Linked DNA regions of Mus musculus: region 2 is linked to region 1. A link is a contact called in public HiChIP or PLAC-seq data. All regions are on one chromosome and are shown on one strand. The core of a region is the stretch at or near the end of the contact, and the rest is flanking DNA. Distances in the headings are between cores, read along the strand shown. Region 1 overlaps 4930552P12Rik (RIKEN cDNA 4930552P12 gene). Region 2 overlaps Tcf7l2 (transcription factor 7 like 2, T cell specific, HMG box).

Region 1 (3,555 bases), core at 708-3,207:
AAGGCCAACCTGGGCTCCCGTCGTGATCCCCTGCTTTTGAAAAGAGGAAGGAGTGGGGAGATAGCTCAGCCAATAAAGCAAGAGGACTTGAGTATTGTAACCCCAAGCAAGAACTGACATAAAAAAGCCAAGCACGGCGGTCCACTTGTATTCCTGAGATGGCGGATCCCTGGGCTTGGTGGCAGGCAGCAAGCCTAGCTGAACTGTCGATTCCAGGTCAGTGAGAGATCTTGTCTCAAAAATCCAGGTAGAGGCTGGGGAGATGGCTCAGCCATTAAGAGCGCTGTTGCTCTTGCAGAGGATCCCAGATTCAGGTTCTAGCCCCCACACAGTACTTCACAACTATCCAGAACTTCAGTTGTAAGGGATCTTCTCACCCCCGCGGGTACCAGGCACACAGGCAAACCACTCAATCACAAAAAATAAGATAAACACACCTAAAACCCAAAACAAGGCAGAAGGTAGTTCAAAAGACAGCATTCATCTCTGACCTCCACAAACACAGGTATACTTATGTACCTGTACACACGTGAACACACACGTGTATGTGCAACACTCACACAAATACCAACTGCAAATATTTGCAGAGTTCGAAATTCCCCAAATTTTACTCGAGCATTATCTGTGGCTGGGAATTATCTACACATCCCCAAGGACGAAGCTGAGACAATCCTGGTTGCTCTGTGTCCCCAATACTCAGAAACTGCCTCCTGGCAAGCCATGCCGACTGCAGCTTTCCAAGACAAGGCCTCCCACTTTGCACACCAGCAAACTGAGGCTCAGAGCGAAAAGTCACTGAAGTGCTCCGTGTCAGGTGGCTGAAGCAGGACCAGAAGCCCAGACTGGTGAGGTAAAGGCGCCCCCAGCTAGCCTAGCTGTGATTCTGATTCATATGAGAAGAGCCCACTCATCCTGCCAGGGAACCAGGCAGATGGGGAACAGCACTCAAACGGGTCCTGAATGAGACAAAGTGGAGGTGTCACCCTTGTCTGTGGACCTCCCCTCCTTCCCAGGTTCCTGATGTCTTCCCTCCGGTAGCAGCTTTTCTGGAAGTGTTATTCACCTGGAGAGCCGACCCTGAGAATATTTGGAGTCAAGGAGTTACATGAGCATGCTGGCGTCCACACATCAGCCTGATGCCACGGGTCCCCTGCCAGCTTTGAGGTCCCATCTTTCCAGAGTCAACTGCATTCCGTGGGAGGATTGGGGGGGGGTGCACGTATGGGGGAGGGGGTGCGCGTGCGCGCATGGCCCTTTTTGTTTTGTTTTACTTGGGTTCGGTTCTGGAGATGGGAGTCAGGCCCAAAGGCTTGCACCAGCAGGCTTTTTACTGATGGAGCGGGCTCCTCAACCTTGGCGTTCCATTTTGCAGTAGAAACCTGACCCTGTTCTCAGTTAAGAGATGAAGACACAGAGGCATACCCACTGCCTGATTCCAATCTTGAAGCTTGTGCTTATGTCACCAACTGAGAAGGGACATACTGTCACAGCAGGGAGCTGAGAGTATGGGGGTGGGAGGGGAGCGCAGCCGAAGTTCCATTGTATCACAGCGGGGCGGGGGGGAGGGGGGGCGTGAGGCACGAGACCGATACTGGGACTCCCGAGATAGCCTTTCTATTCTTGGTTCTGCAATGAGCTTGCTGTGTGCCCTTGGGCAGATCAGTTCCTCTCTCTAACGCCCAGTTTCCTCATTTTCTACAGCCAAATGCAGAATCTTAATGGCTTTCCCTTTCGGTTCGACAAGCCCAGAGCTCTAGCCTGGGTGCGGGCTGTGTGTGAAGAAATAGGAGTCTTGGTTTCGTTTTGTAACCTGGGCCCCTCCAGTGCCTACCAGCTGGGGCTGGGAACAGGACCAACATTCATTGACAAATGAAGGTGAGTTTCAGAGAGGCAGCCTGGGCTGTCACAAAACTCTGACAGAAGAAGTGCAGTGCTGGGGAAACCCCAGGCTTCTGTAAGCCAAGGCTCTGATTGGTGCACAGCGTTTGCTCTTCCTTCAGACCAAGGCCTCCAGCCAGTTCCCAAGCCATTAGCTGCTGGTTTTGATCAATGGCAATAGCATAAACAACAAATAAGTCCATTCGCTGGCAATTTCAGTCATTTGTGGCATTTAATTAGCATAATTGACCCAAACTGGAACTTTTCCTTCCACCTGAATTTAAAAATACATCCCCACTAACCCTCAGTACATCTGAGAAAAATTTCTTCTTCTTTTTTTTTAATGAGGCTTTAACTAAAGCCCAATATCAAAACACTATATAATACTTTTATCTCATCGAAGACATTTGATGCTTATTAAAATATTACTGCTTTAAGGCTTATTTTTTTTTTTTTTTTTTTTTTTTGCCCAAGAGTGTGTGCAGAGCCTCACTCCTCAGATAATAACAAAGAAATCTTAAACATGAAAAACACACATGAAAGGTAATATGTTCCCCGTTAGTCTCAGTATCATTTCCCCAGGATTTATTACTTTCCAAATATAGCATTAGCTTAAAACTAAAAGGCCGTTTACAGTAATGGGACACTTGGTACTACTTTGGAGCATGTGGGCTCTCCCAGGGCCTTGTACAACGGCTTCATTAAGCGGGGAACTGTGGGGGAGAACGGCTGGGTTAAAAAAAAAAAAAAAGAATCCCAGCATGTCTCCTCCAAGGCCCCCCAGATAGGCCACCTACCCTGACCCAAGGCCCGTGTCTAACAAGCTCTTAATTCCGCTTTCAGAACTGCTCTTTCACGCGTTGTTTCTTCCAGAGATGAAAACATTTTCGAAGCTGACAGGCCATCAATTGGGTGCCACCCGGGAAGAGAAGCCATGGTCTGCAGCTCTGCTTCCTGGCCCCACCACCAGGAGAATATGGGACTGCCAGCCACACCCAATGGGCCGCCCTAGGTTTGGGAGGTCTCTTTTTATCCTGAGAGAAGGCTTGGGAGCAGTTACGAAAGCGACGAGCCTACCGGCTTGGACACGGAGCAGCGATTGCTTGGCTTGTTGGGTATGGCTGAGGCCTGTATACAGTTGGATGACCTAAGTTATGGAAGGACAGAGTAGTCATGTACACAGAAGGGCCCTCTTGAGTGGCAGCTAGGGCCACTGTAATTTTGTCCCATGGGGTAGCCTGGGTCAAGCTCTCACTGGAAACTGCCAGTCAGCCGAGGGACCCTGAGGAGACTCACATTATCTGTTTGCTGTTTAGGTCCAGCAGTGAAGGCCCCTACTGATTTGGGGAACCAGCCTCCTGGCGCTTCCTAAATGCCCTGTTTTGAGAAGTTCCACAGAGTGAGGGTGTAAGTGTCTGGCCTGAAGGGAGAGACATGCTCCCCCTGGGTTCCAATCCCCATCATACCTTAGCTGTCAGCAGGGAGGGGAGGTTCCAGAGGCTACAGGAGGCTGTAGCAGAGAAACAAAGGCTTACATTACTACTCCAGGTTTGCTGTTCTCCCCGGAGGCAGATGGCACTGTGTGTTGGGTGGGGATCACTTCACCAGGCCTGCCTTTGCCCCAAGGGGCAGTTTCTTGGATAGGATAGGGATAGTGTCATTAAGCCCATTTGAGGA
Region 2 (3,555 bases), core at 686-3,185, 120 kb before region 1:
ATTATTCAGTAGAAGTCAAGAAACACATTACTATCGGCTTTCCAAGTTCTAAAGGGGTTATTATTTAAAAATCTGAAATAGCACTCCATTACCAGTTCCAAAACACACTGACCTACCCCATATGTTATATGTGTTACCCCATATGTGATATGCATTACCACATGTTATATGTGTTACCCCATATGTGATATGCATTACCACATATATCTCACTCAGGTTGTTTCCTTTTTGCTCAGCTAGATATGGTTCGGTCCGTTTGGTTGATTAAATGGTTTGCCAATCTGTCTGTGACAGGAACTTATGTAGGTCAGGCTGATCCTGAATTCACTTGGTAGCCAAGGATGACCTCCATCTTCTGAGTGCTGGGATTACATTGCAGTTTATACAGGCAGTTGGTACAGCGCTATGATTGAGCCCAGTGTCCATGCATGCTAGGCAAGCACTCTAATTAGCGCGTTACCTTCTCACAAATTCCATGAAGTATTTAACCCCTCACGCCTCCTGTCCGCCTACTACAGCTCCAACTATAAGGATACGAATAGGAGCAAAACACAACAACCCCAGCCCTTAGGAAGACCCTGCATGTCAGAGTTGAGGCACAGCCTTCATGTGACATAAGACAAACGTCAACAGTAACAAACAGAACTCATAAATCTGCCATCGCAGATAGCCAAGGCTATCAAATCCATCATGTGGCGGCGGCGAGGGGGGGCGGGGGACGGATCTGACAGCAAACAAAGACGAGACACTGCATGTCCGGATGAGCTGTATTCCAGCCCTGCAATCACGGACCTCATGGGTGTCAGTGGCAAAGATGGCAGCCAGCATTCAGCAAGTACCCTCCTGGGCACCTCTGCACTGCCCAGCCCATGCCAAACCGTGCCCTATTCATCCTCTCAACAATGCCAGGAAACCACCTTGGTGCCACCATGACCCCACTTCACAGAGCAGGAGAGGGAAGCTTGGCACACCTGAGGCTCAACCCCAGGCTATCCGTGACACCCCCACCCTCAGGGTCCCCATCTATTCTCCTGTTCCTTTAAAATGCAACAGCAGAGGGGGTGTGGCCATGACCGCATCAGAAGGAGGACACACTCTTTAAACTAGAAGTGATTCCCTGCCAGAGGTGACTCTGACCCCCAAGGAGCACCAGGTCCTTTCTGGGAGTACTTTCAGTTGTCACGCCTCCTCAGAGATGATAATACAGACACTTTCCTCCACCGCCTGGGTCAAAATACCACCGGTCCTGAGGCTGACAGATACTGGGCCAAGCAGCCTCACCCTACCTGTCACTCACCCCACTTCTATCCAATAGCAAAGGCAGGAAGGTTGCAGCCCGGCTTCCTGCCTGCATGGAAACGGGTGTAAGCCGATGCTTTCCTAAATACATGTTTCAAAACCGAGGTTTTTGTGAGGATGCTTCAAAGAGCCCACACACCTTTGATTCTAATGTTTCCTTCTATAATAAGTTACACGGTGCATGCAGCTACTTTGAAACTTTCTTCTGCAATCTGATTAAGCACTAAATTTACCGCCAAGCTATGGTTTGGGTAGGACCCTCCCTCTGGGATAACTCTGCTGCCAGCATGATAAGCCAGCCAAGGGGGAAAAAAGAAATGGCAGTCATTTATCTGCTTGATTAGGACTCGATACCAGCTGTCCCAACAGAACACCAGAAACAAATAAAGAGCCAGGCTTGATAAGGCTGTAAATACCAGCTCTAACCCATTTAGAAAGTTCGGCGCTCAGCTAAACAGCACCTGTAATTGTCAAGGACTTTATTTAAAAAGTGTAAATATCATAAAACGAAACATAAACTTTCTCTCTTATGCACTCACTGTGTGGCCCATATGGTGGGGACACTCGGACAGCTGACGGGACAGTAGTTTTCACTTTCTGGTGTGGAACTAGAACTGCGCCTGCATGCTAAGCCATCCTCTCAATACCCACACAAGCTTGTCTCTCCATGCGGCACAATGGGGCAGACCAAGTGAAGACGTGCAGGGCTGTGACACAGACGGAGCGACCAAATGAAGAGCCACGGGGCAGTAAAGAAATGTAGGGAGGCCAGACAATATCATCTGGCCAGTGTAGGGCAGCTGCTGTTGACTTCAAGTCAAGGCACTAACTTGGAGTTTAAACGACAGGTGTAGGAGCTGGGGAAAGGGTTCAGCAGTGAAGAGCACTTGGAGCTCTTGGAGAGGACCTAGGTTCGATTCCCAGCACCCACTTTGTGGCTCACAACCATCCATACACCAGTTTCAGAGAATCCAATGCCCTCTGCTGAGCACCATGGAAACCAGGCACACACATGGGACATATAATCTAACATTCAGGCAAGACATTTATAAACTAAAACTGTACTGTACCCCTCAATTCCCATCTTGCCCCGCTCCCACTGAGGTGTAGAACCCTGGAAAAGTGAAGGCTGTCTTTTTCTCTGTCGCTCACTTTCCAGGGCTGTCCACATGGACCTTTCCTTTGCTCTGCTCCAAGAGCCAGCTATGGCTAGTTTCCAGCTTCAAACCAACAGAATTCAAACCTGGACTTCAGCATGACCTGCCAATGTGAGAAGCAAGAGGCTGTCCCTCGCCTATGCTCCAGGGCTCTGCAGTCTCCTGCCTGTGATGCCACAACATATCTCCTCTCTTGTTCTAACCTAGTTAGAGAGTGGTCATCATGGGCTCCCTGTCCACAGAGCACTCTGAAAACAGATCCCTAGCCACCTGCAGAACTCTGAATGCAGACAGTTTCTTTTTTTTTTTTCCATGTAGTACAAGTCAAATTTAAAGAAACAAACTAGCCTTCCGTCCCACTGGAAAGAAAAGGGGGCGGGGAGCTTGGTACACCTGTCCTCCACCAGGACACAGACTATGCACGATACACAGCTCCGTCCTGAGTGAGAAGAAGCTGTGGTAAACTGCAGGATGTCAAGGCCAGAGTCTCTCAACTATGTTTCACTGAAGTCACCTGGAAGCTATTATCCAAACGATGCTAGACCTGACACCCAAAGGATGCTAATCTGGGTGTCTAGGCCATTGTCTGGGCCCTGTTCTCAGCACTTCCCAGGTACCTATGATATGAGGCCAGAGTTGGGAACCACTGCCTTGGACTCATGGTAAAAGTACAAACGCAGGCGCCTGTCCCAGACCTACAGAACATGAGCCTGGGACAGGATCCCAGTTCTTAAGCTCTGAGATGTTCCCAGGAGATAGTGGCTCAAATTCAGGACACACTAAGAACAGCAATCTCCAATGAAGAGTGCCCAGGTTGTGCATATAGCAGAGGCCCCATGGGCTCTCTGTACAGTCTAGGAAGCTGGGTGGTAGCCACAGGTTTTGAAAACAGGTAGGCCTTCTGTTTAGCCTTTTCAGTGCTGAGAATCCAGCTCAAGCCCTCAGGTATACACTCTGCCTCTCAGCCACATCCTTAGTCCTGAGCATGGCTTTAAATAGCCAGCTTAGCAGGAGACTATGCCAGCAGTACGCCAACCACACTAGCCTGGGTTTGAATCCTAACTGACCTTGAGAAAAATAACTAATGAGGTGTCTACTT

The links. HiChIP or PLAC-seq counts read pairs in DNA pulled down with a chosen protein or histone mark.
Region 2: an H3K27ac HiChIP or PLAC-seq map of extraembryonic endoderm stem cells shows a contact between it and region 1. The contact joins two enhancer-like sites. A contact is called at or near these places in 1 of 484 Hi-C or Micro-C datasets (bone marrow-derived macrophages) and 4 of 115 datasets of contacts at active chromatin or transcription factors (embryonic limb bud, embryonic stem cells, extraembryonic endoderm stem cells and 1 more).

The regions. Positions count from the first base shown.
Region 1 is chr19:55,641,748-55,645,302 of GRCm38.p6, reverse strand. It overlaps 4930552P12Rik (RIKEN cDNA 4930552P12 gene), which reads left to right. Exons shown (of 4, transcript NR_045318.1): 3 at 1,702-1,875; 4 at 2,752-3,555. Among named protein-coding and RNA genes, the nearest start is that of Gm41871, 58 kb to the left of the region's middle. Within about 2 kb of position 1,957, at least 219 of the 459 cell types and tissues checked have an H3K27ac peak or open chromatin away from gene starts, as enhancers often do. A contact at or near this core is called in extraembryonic endoderm stem cells, where this site is marked.
Region 2 is chr19:55,761,366-55,764,920 of GRCm38.p6, reverse strand. The region is part of intron 4 of Tcf7l2 (transcription factor 7 like 2, T cell specific, HMG box); the gene reads right to left. Among named protein-coding and RNA genes, the nearest start is that of Gm31734, 20 kb to the right of the region's middle. Within about 2 kb of position 1,935, at least 8 of the 459 cell types and tissues checked have an H3K27ac peak or open chromatin away from gene starts, as enhancers often do. A contact at or near this core is called in extraembryonic endoderm stem cells, where this site is marked.